2 separate regions of the Macaca mulatta genome follow, and region 2 is linked to region 1. The links are chromatin contacts, called in public Hi-C maps. All regions are on one chromosome and are shown on one strand. The core of a region is the stretch at or near the end of the contact, and the rest is flanking DNA. Distances in the headings are between cores, read along the strand shown.

Region 1 (7,967 bases), core at 3,134-5,633:
ACAAGTTGCTTGCCTTCTCAGAGCCTCAGTTTCTCCTTCTGTAAAATGGTAAGAATGGCACCCAACCTCGAAGGGCTGGAATGAGAATTCAGTGAATGATGGATAGAAATTGACATCATGCTAAAAAATCTCTCTCCTTTTTTCTTGTAGACATCAGAGGATGGTGGGAGGGTGGTTTGAAAATGTGGGAGAGGGAGCTGGGCGAGGTTACTCATGCCCATAATCCCAACACTTTGGGAGACTGAGGTGGGCAGATCACCTGAGGTCAGGAGTTGGAGACTGGCCTGGCCAACATGGTGAAACTCCGTCTCCATTAAAAATACAAAAATTAGCCAGGCATGGTGGTGCACACCTGTAGTCCCAGTTACTTGGTAGGCTGAGGCAGGAGAATCAGTTGAACCCAGGAGGTGGAGGTTACAGTGAGTCGAGTTCGCACCACTGAATTCCAGCCTGGGCAGAAAAGCAAGACTGTCGAAAAAAAAAAGAAAAAGAAAGAAGGAAAGAAAATGTGGGAGAGGAAAGTGGGTTGGAATGGAGAAGCTGGGAGGAGCAGGCAAGGAGTGGCCCATTCCTTCCCATTTGATTTTCTACTTGGAGCTCGGGTGGAGGAGAATCCCTCTGCTGGTTGCTGGCAACCGCACTCAAATACAATCAGTCATTTGTGCAGATTAAACCTGCTGTTCTAAACCACTATGTGGGCTTAGGATCAGCTTCACTCCATTTCCATGAGGCCGTGGAACCCAGTGGTTAGAAGAACAGGCTCCACCACTGTGTAGCCTTAGTCAAGTCCCTCAATCTTAGAGCCCCTGGTTTCTCATCTGTAAAGTTGGGATGTTAATATCTTATTAGGTTGCCTGGATGATTGAATTAGATCCTGCATAGGCTGTGCTTTGCTCAGAGCCTGACTTGTAAGATGTGCTTTATCAAGGCAAACCTGCTGTTCATTCTTGCTATTGTTGTTATCATTGTTCCTAGCCACAGATGGTGTTCTTAACCTGGGCCGCCTGTCTTGGAGACATGCCCATTGGGAGAGCGTGGCCAATTCACCAGGTGCCCTTAGCCCCATGCATGGCGGCCACATCATTTACCAGATGAGCCAGCTGGGCCAGCCTCATAACTGAGGGACAGCTACCCAGGTGTTAGTAGAGGCTGCATTCCAGTGACATTCCTCCTTGGCAGAAACTTCAAAACTAGAGGGAGACATTACTGCGGCAGGCTGGTAAGGCATTCCAGGCTTTCAGACCTCAGGCTTACAAGACAAACTTAACCTGATGTAACACAGAGTGTAATAAGAAGCATCAGCTGCACTCCTGCTCATCTTTGGGCAGTAGAGCATGGAGGCTGATGGCAATCCTCATCCACTCAGGCCTTGCATGAAGCCCTTGAAGACAGAACTCTGATTCTTTCACCAGGATGACCTAGGGACAGGCTTCCCCTCTTCCATATGCAAAGCTGCTCTCCTCCTCCTGCTCCTTCTCTGCCTTTTGAGGAAGTCACCTGGGGTGGGGATGGGGGCTCAGTTGACCTTTCTGCCTGGTGTCTCTCCTGGTAGAATGCAGACTCTTGGAGCCTCCCTGTTACGATGAGAAGCCAAGTAGAGGCTGGATCCTTCAGTTGGGGGACTTTTAGTGGCCCCTGTTGTGGACCTGACCTCATTCTTGGTCTGCAGGTCCCCAGATGGGAAGGGCCCTAGGCGAGCTCATGGTGTAAGGGAGAGGGGCAAGCATACAGACAAAGCAGACAAAGTCCATGAATCAGTCGAATAGCATCATGCCTAGGATTGCAGAACCACCCTAAGGTCTAAGGGTCTTGCCACCTAGCAGCTGTGTGGTCACTGGCAAGTGGTTAACCTCTCTATGCCTCAGCTTCCTGTAAAAATTTGGATAATTGCACCCACCTCATGGGGCAATTTTGTGAGGATTAAATGAGTTAACATAAGAAGAGCCATTTGCAACAGGGCTGGTCTGCAGCCTGTTCTGTCTGTATGTTAGCTGTCAGCACTAAGTGCTCCAGGTACCACAGACACAGAGTCAGGTGACCAGGAGGGACTGAAACTAGGAGTGGCAGGGCTGAGGGGTCACTATGGTGGTCAACAAAGACTCCAAAAGGAAGTGGTGCTTAAACTAAGCCTTGAAATCTGAGTTGTTGACAGTGAGTGGGGAACAGAGGGACAGAGGCTGACACATGAGGGCAACAGGCCATGGTTTGGATTCACCAGAGCCCAAGAGAGGTTGGGAGAGAGGGGGCTGGAGAGGGGCACAGGGGCTGATCCCAGAGGTCCATGAAGACCAGCATGTGCTTAGAAAGGTGGCAGTGGCCCAGGGAGCATGGCTGGGAGAGGGCAAGGGTGGAGGCAGGAGAACCAATTTGGACAGGAGGTGGTTGTGAGTCCAGAGCAGAGATGAGCAATAGTGAGGGTTGACCTGGACAGCAAGGCACTCGGGCAATAGACGTCTCAGGCCTCTGTGGCGCCGAGTGTGGCAGTGAGGCAGAGGGAGGCTTCAGGATGTGGCTCAGTCTGGCTGGTGGGACCCAGGGAATGGGCTACTTCGTTCTCAGAGAGAAGGGACTGAGAAAAAAAGAAAAAGGGGAGGCAATGGACATGCAGTGAGCACCTGTGACGTGCTAGGCGCTAGGACAGATGGTGTTCACTTAACCCTTAAGCCACCTCTCCACGAGAATAAAAGTCCTCCCCAAACAGGAAACTGAGGCCCAGAGAACGTCCGTGACTTGCTGAAATTCACACAGCCTGGAAGCGCGGGCTCCGGCTCTCTGACTTCTAGTTCTTCTCCAGGCTGCCTGTTTATCTTCAGCTGTCTTCAGGCAAACCAGACTGTGGGAGGACAGCCCCACGCCTTCGCCCATGTGAGTGTGCCCCAGCAGAAACACTGCTGTTGAGTCAGACGATACAAACTGACACCGCCTCACGTGACTTATATATATTTTCATTTTTGCTTACTTTTACTCAGCCAAGGACTTCAAAGGAGCATCATTCCTGGAGGATTTGTTCATTGACGTGTCACAGGCGAGCCTAAGAGCAGGAAGGAAATGGCTCAGAGACCAAAACATCTGTCCCCTGTATTTCTTGCCAGGTTCTGGGGCTGAGACTCCTGGGGCTCACCTGGAGCCTGGGCTTCTCTCCACTTTGAAGGGCTTGACCACCCCCGCATGGGCTGGAGCTTAGACCGTTGGCCCACTCCTTCCTTTGGGGTGGGGGAAGATGTCTGCAGGAAGCATTTCCAGCACTGGGAAGGTGCCTCAGTAGCTCGACCCTATAGCAGGGCCCCTGGGAGGAGGAGAACAGTTCATTAATGCCTGCCAGGTGCTACACTGCTTATGTCTCACAGAAACACGAATGTCATTGTCCCTGCGAGGATGAAAAACCAGGGGCTCAGAAATGTTAAATAAATTGGCCCAGGTCACCCAGCTAGGACGGCATTGATTGGAGATTCCTACAGGTCTCGGGAGCCCCCCTCGGCCCCTCTCCAGTCCAGAGCGAGGCACTTGCAGCGCTTATAAAAGTCTTTACTTGTTTGAAGCCCAGTTCCTCTCAGGTGTTGCTTTTTTCTGTTTCTTTTCTTTTTTTAGGCCTTGGGGGTTGGGGTGGGAGACCAAAGGTGGAGTTGTGCTATTTTACACAACTGACTTGGCTTGCGCGTCATCTAAACACCAAGTTCCGTTCTCAGAGGAAGTGAGAGGTGTCCAATTCGGTCATGCAGAACGCAGCTGGGCTGCTCGAAACGAAACAAAGCGGCTACTCCGAAGGAGGTGTTGTCCCTGGGCCGGTCCAGGTTGAGTCAGAGCAGACGCCACTCCCACGTCAAAAATCAAAAATACCGGGCCACTGTCCCATGGAGCTGGGCCACTCACTCAGGTCATTTTCACCCCACTTCTGAAATCCACATTAAAGGAAAAAAGAAAAGGGAAGGGAAGGGGAAAAGAAAAGGAAAGGAAGCAAAAACCAGGATGACGACAAGGAAAGCCACCCAGTCAGACCAGCGCCTGTGCACCTATGTGGGGCGTGCCAAGCCCCTGACGGCCACAGCTCCGGACAGTGCTTTGCCCATCAGGCCATCTCAGCCTTGGTTATATTCAGGACCCAGCAGCATATCTATGTTGTGTGGGGCCCAAAGACTTACAATTTGGGACACTCCTTAATAAGAAGAATACAAAAGTATGAAAACAAAATTAAGTACAAAAGTGGATATTTACCTGGGGGTGGGGAGGGAAATCACAGCAAACTGTTGACACCCTACAGATCGGCCCCTTCCTTCAGCAGTCTACGTAGGCAGTTTACCAGAAATGCGCACACAGCAACGCTTCCTGTTTGTAGCCTGCCTTCCCTTCCCTGCCTAGAACGCTCCCAGCATTTCCCTGCTCTCTTGGGCAACAGAAGCGTGTGTCTCTTCATCTTTACAGTAAGAGCACCTCGGATGAGGCTTCTGAGTCGACCATCCTGAAAGCTGTGGGCTGGTGGACATCACCCAGGGCAGGTGTTCCTAACGTTTTTGGGGTCTTGGTTGCCTTTGAGAATTGAATGAGAGTTATGGAACCCTCCCCGGAAAAATGCCTACTCAAGTCTACCAAATTTTACATACAGTTTTAGGGATTCTTAGATTCCTTAAAGCCTAAAGTCTATCTGCAGATCCCAGATAGGGAGCCCATTACCTAGTGTAGTCCACTCATTTCACAGATGAGGCAACGAATCCCAAAGGGGTGAGCAGCTTGTGCGAGGTCACCCAACTGGCCTCAGATCCAGCTCTTGACTGCCTCCCTTTCTCTACTGTAACAGCTTTGCCTTCAGCACTGGACAGAGAGGGGGGTCTTCAGGGGAAGGAGACCCCAAGTTAGGGCCCCTCAGAGGGTCTTTCTTATGTCTTTTGGTCTATCCCAGACACTTACTTTTGCCTAGTGCAGCTCAGGGAGGGCAAGATATGATGGCTTTGAAATACAAACACAGACAGGAAAAAGACTCCCACAGCATGTGCGTATAAATGCAGTAAGAAATATAAAGGAGAGAGAGAGAAAGCAAGAGAAGTTGTAAGCAAATAATATGCAAAGCTCCTGAGAAAGAACTTGGGCTGCTCTGTTTGGTAGCTGGAGACCTGAGCCCTGGGGAAATCCCAGAAAGAGTCAAATCTGATTGGGCCCTAGCTGAGGTCCTGTCCTCTCACTTCGCTCTCTCCTTTCCTACCCACCTTGGGTTGGGGTCTGCTTGGTGCCCCAAGCTGTGTGCTTTGCAGGTGGGGCTTCTTCTTCCTCCACAGCTTCTCCCTCCCCCAGCCTCAGCATCCCCCCGCCCCCCGCACCATGACCCCAAAGCTGCACAGCTGCCTGGATACTTCCTCTGAGCCCCAGCAAACTGAGATCTCCTGGTACCATCCCCGTTGGCAACTGGCTCTTTTTTTTCATGGCATATAGAATCACTTACAATTTTGTATTTATTTGTTTCAGGTCCATGTGCTTCTATGAGACCTTAAGCTCCGTGTGAGCAGGGCCTGGGTCCTTAGTGCATTTGGCCTGGCATGTGGAGGCTGTCCCCCATCCCTTGCTGATTTAAACAAATGGTGGCATCTGGAGGTTTGGACCAGGGCATAGGAATAAATGCCCCCTGGGCCACTCATTCCTGAAATCCTGTCCAGGCCTGAGCGCAGCTGGGAGCTTGCTTAAGCATTTAGCCTGCAGGCACAAACGGTAGGTGAGCAGGTGGTCGGTGCAGTTAATGGGCCCAGCTCCTCAGAGCAGAGCCACCAGCCAAGCAGGCGCAGACCTCCAGGGCGCCTCGTGTATCTTTAAAGTGGGTTCTGGATGCTCCCTCCTTTTCTCATGAGCCTGTCTCTTTGAGTTGTGAGGCTCCCTCAAATTCCCAGTCGGCTGGCTCACCAGAGGTAATGCCAGGGGCTGTCAGCCAAGATCGTGAGTAGATGACTGAGATGGGCGTTCCCTGAGGGCTGCACACACCAGGAATGAGTAAGAAGCTCTGAAACAACGCCCTCTCCTGTCCGCTGGACTCACCTCCAGATAATGGAGCTGTCTTGAGGGAACAGCCTGCCGTTCATACCCGATATTTTCCCTTTCATTCCATTTAGTTTTAGGTAGAGTGTATTCTTTTTCTTTTTTTTCAACTTGACACCTGTGACTCCGTGACAGATCGCCGTCTGTCACGTGTGTGTGACTATCTCCCTATCAAGGGCCAGCAAGCCCTAATCAAGTATTCTTTCTTCTTCCTCTGTTTCTTCTCAGTGTTGGATTGCTGGGGTGGGGAGGGGAAGGATTTATGTGACAAAGAAGCCTGAGGTCCACCCTGTTTCTCTCCTCCCAGGCTTGCTGCCCTGGGAGCGGGGGTTTTGGAAGGAGTGCACTGTTATCCACCGTTAGCCAAATTCCCCTTAACAGTTTCTCACCCCGCCTTTGTCTCATCCCCGCAGCAACTGGGAGCAAGATCTGACCACAGATACCCAGGGATGGGCGGAGGGCGGGGGCCAGGTGAGTTCATCCCAGCAGGTGGGTGCCTGTTCCAGCCTGCCCCTTGCTTCTTCTGAAACACACTCCAGCAGAGCAGCCTCCTTCCATCTCCCAACCTCAGATGAAATAATCAGTATGAAATTTTCTGTCTCCTGACAAGATGCCACCTACTTAATTTTCTTGCACCAACCACCTTTGCAGGAAGATAGGAAATAAACTATGATAGGATATTTAGGCAGCTGAATACAACTGATTGGTACTCTTGGGGGTAAGGCTGGGGGAGGGGGAGGGTACACCCAGCATTCTCATCCTCTCTAGTTAATCATGATGTGGCTTTCAGCAGAGCCACAGCCTCAGTAGAAGCGAGATGTCCTCATGGCCAAGTGACGAGTCTCTCAGCGTCATGACAATGCCCAGCAGCCTCCCTCCCTGCCTTACTCAATGCTGACTATGCCTTAGATCACTGCATCATGGCTTTGGCACTTTGTCTATGTTCCGGAAAAGCCTTTGCTCTGTCATAGCTTCCTTGACCTCCCAAGGCCAGTGCATCAAAACAGAGTCACCATCCTGAGAATAACGTTTCTGCTCCCAGGTGAGCGGCAGGCGTCACACATCAGGGTGTATGGGGCTGTCAGGAAAATGATAAGGAAATATCCACGTGGAAAGAAACAGCTGGGTCTTTACTGCGGCAGAGCTCCATACATTCTTGTCGAATGAATTGATGAATACCCAGGGTTCCTAAGGATGTGAGCTGTAAATGGGGGGGGCTCTGCACACAGTCTCTGGCATGCATTGCCCAGCATCGAACCTTGGCTCTGCCCCTTGCTAGCTGTGTGAGCTCTGGCATACTTCTTGATCTCTCTGTGTACCTACTTCCTTACCTCTAAAATGGGGATGATAATAATAATTAATAATTAAGCATTGTTATGTGTATAGCAGTTAAAATACTTTCTGGCACACAAAGAGCACCATATAAGTGTTTGCTATTATTAAGACTACAAAAATAGTCACTCCAAGGAATTGAATGTTACTTTTAACCAGGAGCTGTGAATTTCCGTATCTGGTAGGCATTCACCTCTCCCACCCCCACAAGCTCCTGCCCCACACATGACACCATCTATTGTAGGGATTTGCAGGTTTTACTGTAAAGGGTCAAATAGTAAATATTTTAGACTTTGCAGGTCACAGTTTCTATCACAGCTACTCAATTCTGCAGTCATAGTGTGACCACATGTAAATGAGTGAGCAAGGCTATGTTCTAATAAACCTTTTTTTATACAAAAGCAGGAGGTGGGTCAGATTTAATCCGCTTTGTTAATTTCTGACCTATTGCAACTCATTTTACAAAACACTGCTCGATTCCTACCTCTTCTAAGAGCCTACCTACTTGTACTTTCCTCTCCCTGAACTTGAAAAGCACTGGGCTTAGAGGGAGTTTAGTACCATGGAAAGAATATGCAAGAAATTTGGATTACGCTCTCGCCCTGCTGCATGACTTTGAA
Region 2 (7,967 bases), core at 2,263-4,762, 150 kb before region 1:
TTCCTCTCAGCTTGCTGGAACTGCCCCGCCCCCACTTAGTACACCCAGATCTCCTCTGTGGTCACCTCACTAGCAGCCCACTGCGCCTGCCCGTGAGCTCTCGGTCCTCCCCAATGACCATGCTCCCCACCATAACGGGAGGCCACTGCGGAGGTGCAAGGTGGTGCTATAGGCAGTTTAGCTTCCCATGCTCTGCCACAGCCCCTGGGCCCCTTACCTTCCAGCAGTCAAGAGAGAAAGACACAGGCTCACACTGACCCACAGCTTCCTTGGAAGAGGTATCCCTAGTCAGTAAACCACCTGATCACTTCCTGTGCCTAGACCTCAACATTATGGGTTCCAGGAGACAAACAAGGATTTGGATGGGAATTTGGAGTTAAGAATGACCTGGGCCCTCCCAAACTTCAGAATGAAGGTTGGGGAAGAGGAAATTTTCAGGCTACCCCATCTTCTGGCTTTAAATAGATTACTTCAGAGTTGGCTATCGGGAGGACAGATAGGAGGTTCGGGTATGGGTTGGATCCTGCCTGCTGTTGACAAAATTTAGTCCAGGGACAGATAAACAGGGCCCTGCCTCTTCAAGCTGGGATTCAGAGGAATCCTACAGATTAAATGGTCTCAGTCTTTCACCCACTCCCATCAGAGGTGTGGAGAGACAGAACATTCCTCTCTGGTGCCTCACTTAAGTTGCAAAAGCCATGGCAATTCTTAGAGCTACTTCAGCCTTCTTTTGGAATGAGTCTGCTTTCAATCACCACCACATTACCAGGGAACAGAAACAGCACAGATACTATATATAAATAAGCACTGACCACGCAATTCAGTCATCACCATTTCATTTTAGTGGTTGTTTGGGAGACAGGGGATTATGGAAAGTGTAAAAAGGCATTGACCCTGCCAAGATCTCAGATGCCACCAGATTAAAACCTGAACTCCTATCTGCACATGAGTTAAGAAATAAAAATTTTCTCTGGCAACAATTTAAAGTTTAGTAGTAGTGTTATAAGGGTAGGCATGAAGCAATTTCTCCTGAAATTTAACATGCATATAATTCTTGACCTGGCAATTCTCATGATTCACTGAAAGGCACTGCACACACAAGAGCACATGGAGAAGGAGATCTACCCCACTGCTTGGAACAGTGAGGCCGGACGCAACCTAATGGCCCTTACAGGAGACCGGTTCAATGTGAAACAGACATGTATGGTCAGATATGGACAAGTCTCCCTGATCTAGGATTACAAGAGGCAAGACAGGAACTATACAAAATCAATCTATTTCTAAGATTCTTATGAAAAATTATCTAAAGGTAAACAAGAAATAGTTGGCTGTCTCTGGGGAGTGGAACTGGGTTCTAAGATATGCAGAAGACCCGCTTCTCATCATACGGCCTTCATGCTGTTCAAATTTGTACCTGTGTATATGTTACCTTCTTTTAAAAAACATTTGAACAGTTTTCCTGAGATGTGAGTCTACAGAGTTGCCTACTTTGTGGCGGTAACTTCTAAACTGTCAGCAGGGCCCGCTTAGAGAAGCATGGGGAGCAGAGCGGGGACCAGGAAGGGTCTCCTGGAACCTCTTTCATGCTACTTAGGAGGCATAAACTTTTCCTAAGAACAGGAGACAAAAACCATATTGGGAAGAGAAAGAAATCAGGAGCCGCGCTGAAACCTCTGCAGAGCCAGAAGGCCATCCCTCTATCCCCTGGGGGCTAGGCTGCCAGAAGAAAGACGATTACCATCTACCTCTGTTATCTCTTCAACAGGAAATCAACAGGGGATCAGTCAGCAGGAGGTGCTAGCAGAGAGGGGAACTGTCTCCAGAATCTTCCAGGCCCGGAGTGTGTGAAACTCAAGTTGCATGGCTTTAAAACAGGCTCCTAACTCTCGGCGCCGGCTCCCTGCACCGAGCTCTGATCCCCATCACTGTTACATTCCAAGGTGCCTGCGCCAGGGCTGGCACGGCCTTGGGGCCCTGCTGGGGCTGAGCCCTCATCTCTTCATGTGGGTCAGGTCTCCCCGGGTGTCATTTGAGGTTACAAAGGACTCAAATACAAAGCAGGAGCAGTCATAGGAAGTGACCCAGAAAAAACCAGTGCTTTGGACTTTGAGAGTCAATCACCCACCCACCACTAGAAGCCAAAGTTATCTTCCTGGCAGGTGAAATGGGCAGGCCTGTGGTGGTAGCTCCGGGAGGTGTCAAATCAAAGGCCGCAGAATCTCCACACCACCCTGCCCCCGCGCACCTCTATTTCCTGGCTGGCCGGCTGTAGGCTCGGCTCAGGATGGGTCCCAAGGATAATCCTGGGGCGGAGGAGGGAGGAGGTGAAAAGGGTGGGAAGGATGTGAGCTCCAAACTGAGCTAGAGAAAGATCTAGGAGAGAAGAGGCCGGAGGGAAACAATAAAAAGCAATAAAATGAAATGGAAAGGGAAGGGACTCGCCAGGTCAAAAAGTCAAGAGGGGTCGGTGAAGACACAGGTGGCTAGGCGGGAGGAAGGGGGGCACCATGGCGCCACACCATGGGGGAAGGGGTCGCGACCTGCTGATCCCACCAGATCAGTCTATCAGGAAGGCCCCAAGCCCTGACCCCAGCGACAGCGGCGAAGCTCGGGTCTTGAAAGGGGGCTCGTGCCCAGCACGGGCCGACGGTCCCCAAACTGCTAAGCAGCAGCAACCCCGCAGCATAACCAACTCCACCCAGCCCGGCGGACAGACCGGCTGCCAGGCGCTTTCGAGGAACTCGGGTGGGGAAGAGGGGGAGCTCTGAGTGTTGACATTTGCAGTGCCCTCCCAAGCGCACAACAAGCCCCAGAGTGCAGACTCCGGCAGGTGGTGACTCTCCCGGTCCCAGGGTGTAGGATGGCGCCCCGGCACAGGGAAGGGACCCGGGGGCGCCGGAGGGGCGAGCGTGGCAGGGACCCCGCGCGCTCACCTTTGAGGAAGTAGACCCGCGGGCCGGCGGGCAGACAGGCGAGCAGCGAGGTGAGCACGACACGGGCGGCGCTCTCCTCCCGCAGCTTCTGCCAGTGGCGGCTGCCCTGGTCCAGCACCACCACGGCCGCCACGCCGCCGCCGCCCTCCTGCAGGAGCCGCGCGCGCGCCGCCTCGTCGGGCAGCACGTAGCGCGCCGATACCGCGCCGCCCCGGGCCCGCCGCAGCACCACCGAGTTGAGGTTGACGTTGAGCGAGCCGCGCACGTTCGAGGCGGCGAAAGCCAGGTAGGGCCGGCAGTCAAGCACCACGCAGCGCGCCGCCGCCTCCTTGCGGAGCATCTTGCGCAGCTGGCACCCGTCGAGCGACGTGACCTTCATGCCGCCGCCGCCGCCGGCCAGCGGCCCCGCGCCGCGCGCCCCGCGGGTGCCCACGGCCAGGATGCCCGCGGGCGAGGCACGGGAGGGCGACCCGCGGGGCTGCGGCCGCGACGGAGCCCGGCGCCCGAGCGGCGGCGCAACTCCGCGTTCTCGCCTCGCGCGCTCGATACCCACCCCGGCCGCTCGCCGCCACAGAAGCCGGGGATTCCGCCGGCCGCGCAGCGTTTTATGTGAATGAGTACCGTCCGTGACGCGGCTGCCCATATAAGGCCAAATATGGGTGTTTCCCCGCCCCTCGGGCCGTGGCCACGCCCTACCGGGGGCGGGGCAGCGGGGGCGAGGGACTTGCGGGGCGGGTGCCGGCATTAGAGCAAGAGGAAGTGGAAGGCGCCTCCTCGTTTTCTCCTCTGCGCTGCGCTGAGGGACTCACTCGCGCATCACCCGCGGCTGCCGGCCGTGTGTCGAGGCGCTCCGGGCCACAGTGACCCCCGCGGTGCGGTCCGAGGAGGAAGCGCTGTGGGAGGCGGGGCGGCGCCGCATGATCCGGCCTTCGGCTTCACGGACGTGGGCCGAGAACCCGCCCGTGCCGCGCTGAGCAGGGCCGAGGGAGCCGGCCAGGGCCGCAGAGGAGTCCGGAACGGATTCCTGTCGCTACTGAGGTCTGCGCGTGTAAGGGGAGGACGTGGGAGATTTGCCTCGAGGGGTGGGGTATGGATGACTGGAGGGGTCGGGCGCGGGTTGGTCATCGCTGAGGCTGGGTGATGGGTGGCCGAATTCGTTATATTGTTTTCTCCACTTTTCTGTATGTTTGAAATTTTTCATAATAAAGATTCTAAAAGTAAAAACGGGGGTTGGAGGTCGGCGGTGAGAAAAGCCATTTAATCTCCCTAAATGGATTCTGCCCTCAAAGGATTGACGCTCTTTTCTCTGTCACTCTCCAATAATGATTAGAATAATAAGTTGTATTTTGAGGAGCTGTTTTCTGGTCCCGGGGAAATCCGTGGTGAACTCATCAGTAGCATCAGCGTGTATCCCACGGTGGAGCTCAGTTCAGCCAACTGTTGTCCAGGTGGCTTCTGGATTTGGGGGATTATCTGTGGATCAAGTTTAATCTCAGGCTGTCTGCCCCCACCGGTTCCCAGGGGCTTCAGGCCTTCCACCCCTATTCCTGGGGAAGCAGACACAACTCACCCATTCAGTAAGCATTTATTGAGGGTCAGCTGTGTGCCAGGGCTCCCCTAGCTGTGGGGACAAGTGGATGGAAACAGGTTTCTGCCCCCAAGCTCACTGCCAACCATTTTATTGTTAGCCTGGCTGGGACTGCTTGATGGAAAACAGTCTGCCCGCACTAGACAAGGGCTTGTTGACAACTGACATAAGGGAAGGAGGTTTTCAGAAGGAAGCAGAGATCAAATTCTGAAATCAGATGCAATCAAATCAGACACCAGAACAGCCGGCATTGCCTCTGGGTCACGGCTGCATTCACCAAAAGGCGCTGTCCTCGCCTTGCCAGTGGGGTCTTGGTGAAGACGTGATGCGGGGGCCTTCTTTCTCTTTGTGGTTATCTGTGCCAGCCTTCCCTGCAAACTGCTCTTCCTCCAGCACGTTCTGTTTCTGTTACCGGCTCTTTCCACCCCCGATATCTCAGCCCAGAGCCACACACGTACGTGGAGCACCCACGTGGGCCAGGCTTTGTTTTGGGGCTGGCGGCACCAACGTAAGACTTGTACTCAGCTCCAGCTGCCCCCAGCCCAGAGGGGAGGGGAGGGCCTGTATTCCGTAGGGAACAGCGCCCAGCAGGGGTGTGGCAGGGTGGGGCGTGGGCTGGAGAAGGCCTCCCAGAGGAGATGAGGGCTGAGGCCAATTCCGAGGAATTGTAAGCCAGACTACGAAGCAGGAGGGGTGATTCCAGGCAGAGGAAACTGCTTGAGGTAAAGAAAACAAAAAAACACAAAACCCAGCATGGTGCGTACTGGAGGTACGTGGGAGACTAAGGCCCTTCTGGTATTTATTAGCAGATTAAGCAGGGTCAGGCAACAGAGGGCCTTGTGCTGTTTGACTCAATTGGGTCTTAGTCTTTGGCCCGGACAGTCCCCAATGAGGGATCTTACTCAGTGACCAGATCCGGATAGCATTTGGGAACATCGCTGAGGCGGCTGTGTGCGGGATGAGTGTTTTATTTGAGAGTGGGGGAGGAGTCCGGAGTCTGGGGGATGGATGGGAGGATTTCATGGGTAATCTAGAGCTGAGCTGATATGGGCCTGCCAGAAAAGCAGCTATGGGGAGCCCATAAGAATGGGAGCACATTGAGGAAGTAAGATGCTGGGAGGGGTGAGATGGGGAGAGAGAACTGGAGACTGACACCAAAGATTTTTTTTTTTTTTTTTTAAAGATACGTTCTCACTGTGTTGGCCAGTGTGGTCTCAAATTCCTGGCCTCAAGTAATCCTCCCACCTCAACCTCCTAAAGTGCTGGGATTATAGATATGAGCCACCACACCCAACACCCAGTTAGCATTTTTCTTTTCTTTTTTCTTTCTTTCTTTCTTTTTTTTTTTGGGGCGGGGGGACAGAGTTTCCCTCTGTCGCCCAGGTGGGAGTGCAGTGGTGTGATCTTGGCTCCCAGATTCAAGCAATTCTTCTGCCTCAGCCTCCTGAGTAGCTGGGATTGCAGGTGCACACCACCACGCCAGGCTAATTTTTGTATTTTTAGTAGAGATGGGGTTTCACCATGTTGGTCAGGCTGGTCTCAAACTCCTGACCTTGTGATCCGCCCGCCCCCAACGTGCTGGGATTATAGGTGTGACCCGTGAGCCACCATGCCCAGCTGACACCATAGTTTTTAACCTTTAGATAGGAACTCTACAGGAGCAGGTCTGGGGTGAGGGTAGCAGGAAAAGGAGGAGTGGGTGAAGTTTATACATGTTAATAAGCTAGAGTTGGTCACACCAAGGAGGGTGCCCAGAAAGCAGAAGGGTGGCCTGGCACCCGGTGTAGGAGGGTTATCTGTCAGCTGGATTGCTTCCTCACGTCCCATGTCCAACAGATTACTAAATTCTGGGGCCCGGCTTCCCAGAGCTCTTGTCTGACTCATCCTGCCTAGTGCCACGGCCAAGGCCAGCTTTGCAGGTATGTGACCTGCGCAGCCAAACGGACCCATACTTAGAAGGGACCCCCACTTGTTTTAATGCTCTGTTGTTACTAAATTGTTAATTTTGTACAGGAGACCCTGCGTTTTCCTTTTGCACTGGGCCCCACGAACTCTGTAGCTGGTCCTGCCCATTGCTGTAGTGAAAGGGCCCCATTATCCGCCATCCCCACTGGACCCTACGTTAGCATCACATATCCCAGTCTCAAAGCCCCCTCCTTGCTCTCTCATCCTCTACAATGTGGTCTTAAGCTTACATCTAAGCACAGAGCCCACCTCCCCTGCTAAAAAAATTTCAATGCCACCTATGCACTGTCTTGGTAAAATCCAAATTCCTTAGTGGAACACTAAGGTCCTTGGTCTGGCCAATTGGTCACAACCCACCTCTAACGTTTCTCACCTTCCTTCTCATCACCCCTCCCCCCACCACCCCCATCCTTTGTAAAGCAATCCTTCTCCACCTTCACACAGCTCTGGAGCACGTTCAGGACGCCACCCCTTAACCCCCAGCCTGTTAGCTGTCACCCTCTTAGGGGTTCTCACTTCCCTTCCCCCCTAGCCTGGCACGTGAGTGTTATCTGTCCTGCCATTAGCCTGCAGCCTCCCAGGCTAGACTTAGGGGCCTTATCCAACCATCTGTGTCTCCCTCACAACACCCTCACACGGTGAGGGCTGAATCAGTGTTGGTGGAATGGAATTCAGTGCTTGTTGAGACATGAGAGTGGCCAGCTTTTTAGGAGGCACCTGGGGAGAAAGTTGGTAACAGCACAAATCAGGGCTCTAGACACTGGGTAAAAGGCAAAATAGAAAACTGGGGGTGCACAGTCCATAGATGAAGGACCTGGAGTCCATCGGCCACAGGTCTAGGAGGAAGAGGAGAGTGTCTAAGAATGGAAGGGCTTAATGGAGCAACTAATCTCTTGCCTGTCTCCGAAATACTTTGGAATGGGGGTGAGAATGGGCTCAGGGAAAAAAGCAAGATCTAAATTAATATTGTGAGTCCATGAGGCAGGACCTTGTCCTATTCATTCATCTTGCCCCGCACCAGTTATTTTCAGAGGGGCAGTAAGTGTTTTAGGGTTCTTGGCCCTCATTTGACCAGTCATCCTAACCCTCATATCTTGGGTCATCGTTATAATCCGGGGCTACCTTTTGGAAGGTCATGGGGTGCCCTTTTGCAAAAGTTATGGGCCCCCTCCTTGGAAACTGCACACACACCATACAGCTTACAATTCAGGGAGTTCACGGGTCTGCAGAATCCTGGAAACTCCCATGTCTGGTTCTACTCATTGTAACCTCAGTGGAACCTTCCAGCAGTCCTCTCCAGCTCCTCCCCAGCTCCTCAGCTCTGCTTCCCTCCACCCATCAAGCCCTCCCCAGCCCATAAGGTGGACCAGGTGGCCTGTGGGGATGAATCAGAGTGTCCACAAGTGCAGGGGCCCAAAGACATCCCAGAGCAAATCCAAGGATCCCTCTACAAGCCCCAGCCCACTCAGAAGGATGCATTT

Evidence for each region. Hi-C and Micro-C count contacts between places; a contact is called where the count stands out from the background.
Region 2: a Hi-C map of blood shows a contact between it and region 1, with 2.1 times the contacts expected there. The contact joins the promoter of DUSP5 here to the enhancer-like site in region 1. A contact is called at or near these places in 4 of 14 Hi-C or Micro-C datasets (CD4 T cells, blood, fibroblasts and 1 more).

The regions. Positions count from the first base shown.
Region 1 is chr9:122,527,612-122,535,578 of T2T-MMU8v2.0, reverse strand. No RefSeq gene overlaps it. Among named protein-coding and RNA genes, the nearest start is that of SMNDC1, 56 kb to the right of the region's middle. Within about 2 kb of position 4,383, at least 16 of the 40 cell types and tissues checked have an H3K27ac peak or open chromatin away from gene starts, as enhancers often do. A contact at or near this core is called in CD4 T cells and blood, where this site is marked.
Region 2 is chr9:122,673,636-122,681,602 of T2T-MMU8v2.0, reverse strand. It overlaps DUSP5 (dual specificity phosphatase 5), which reads right to left and starts at 3,512. Exons shown (of 4, transcript XM_001086701.5): 1 at 2,934-3,512. The coding sequence starts at 3,312.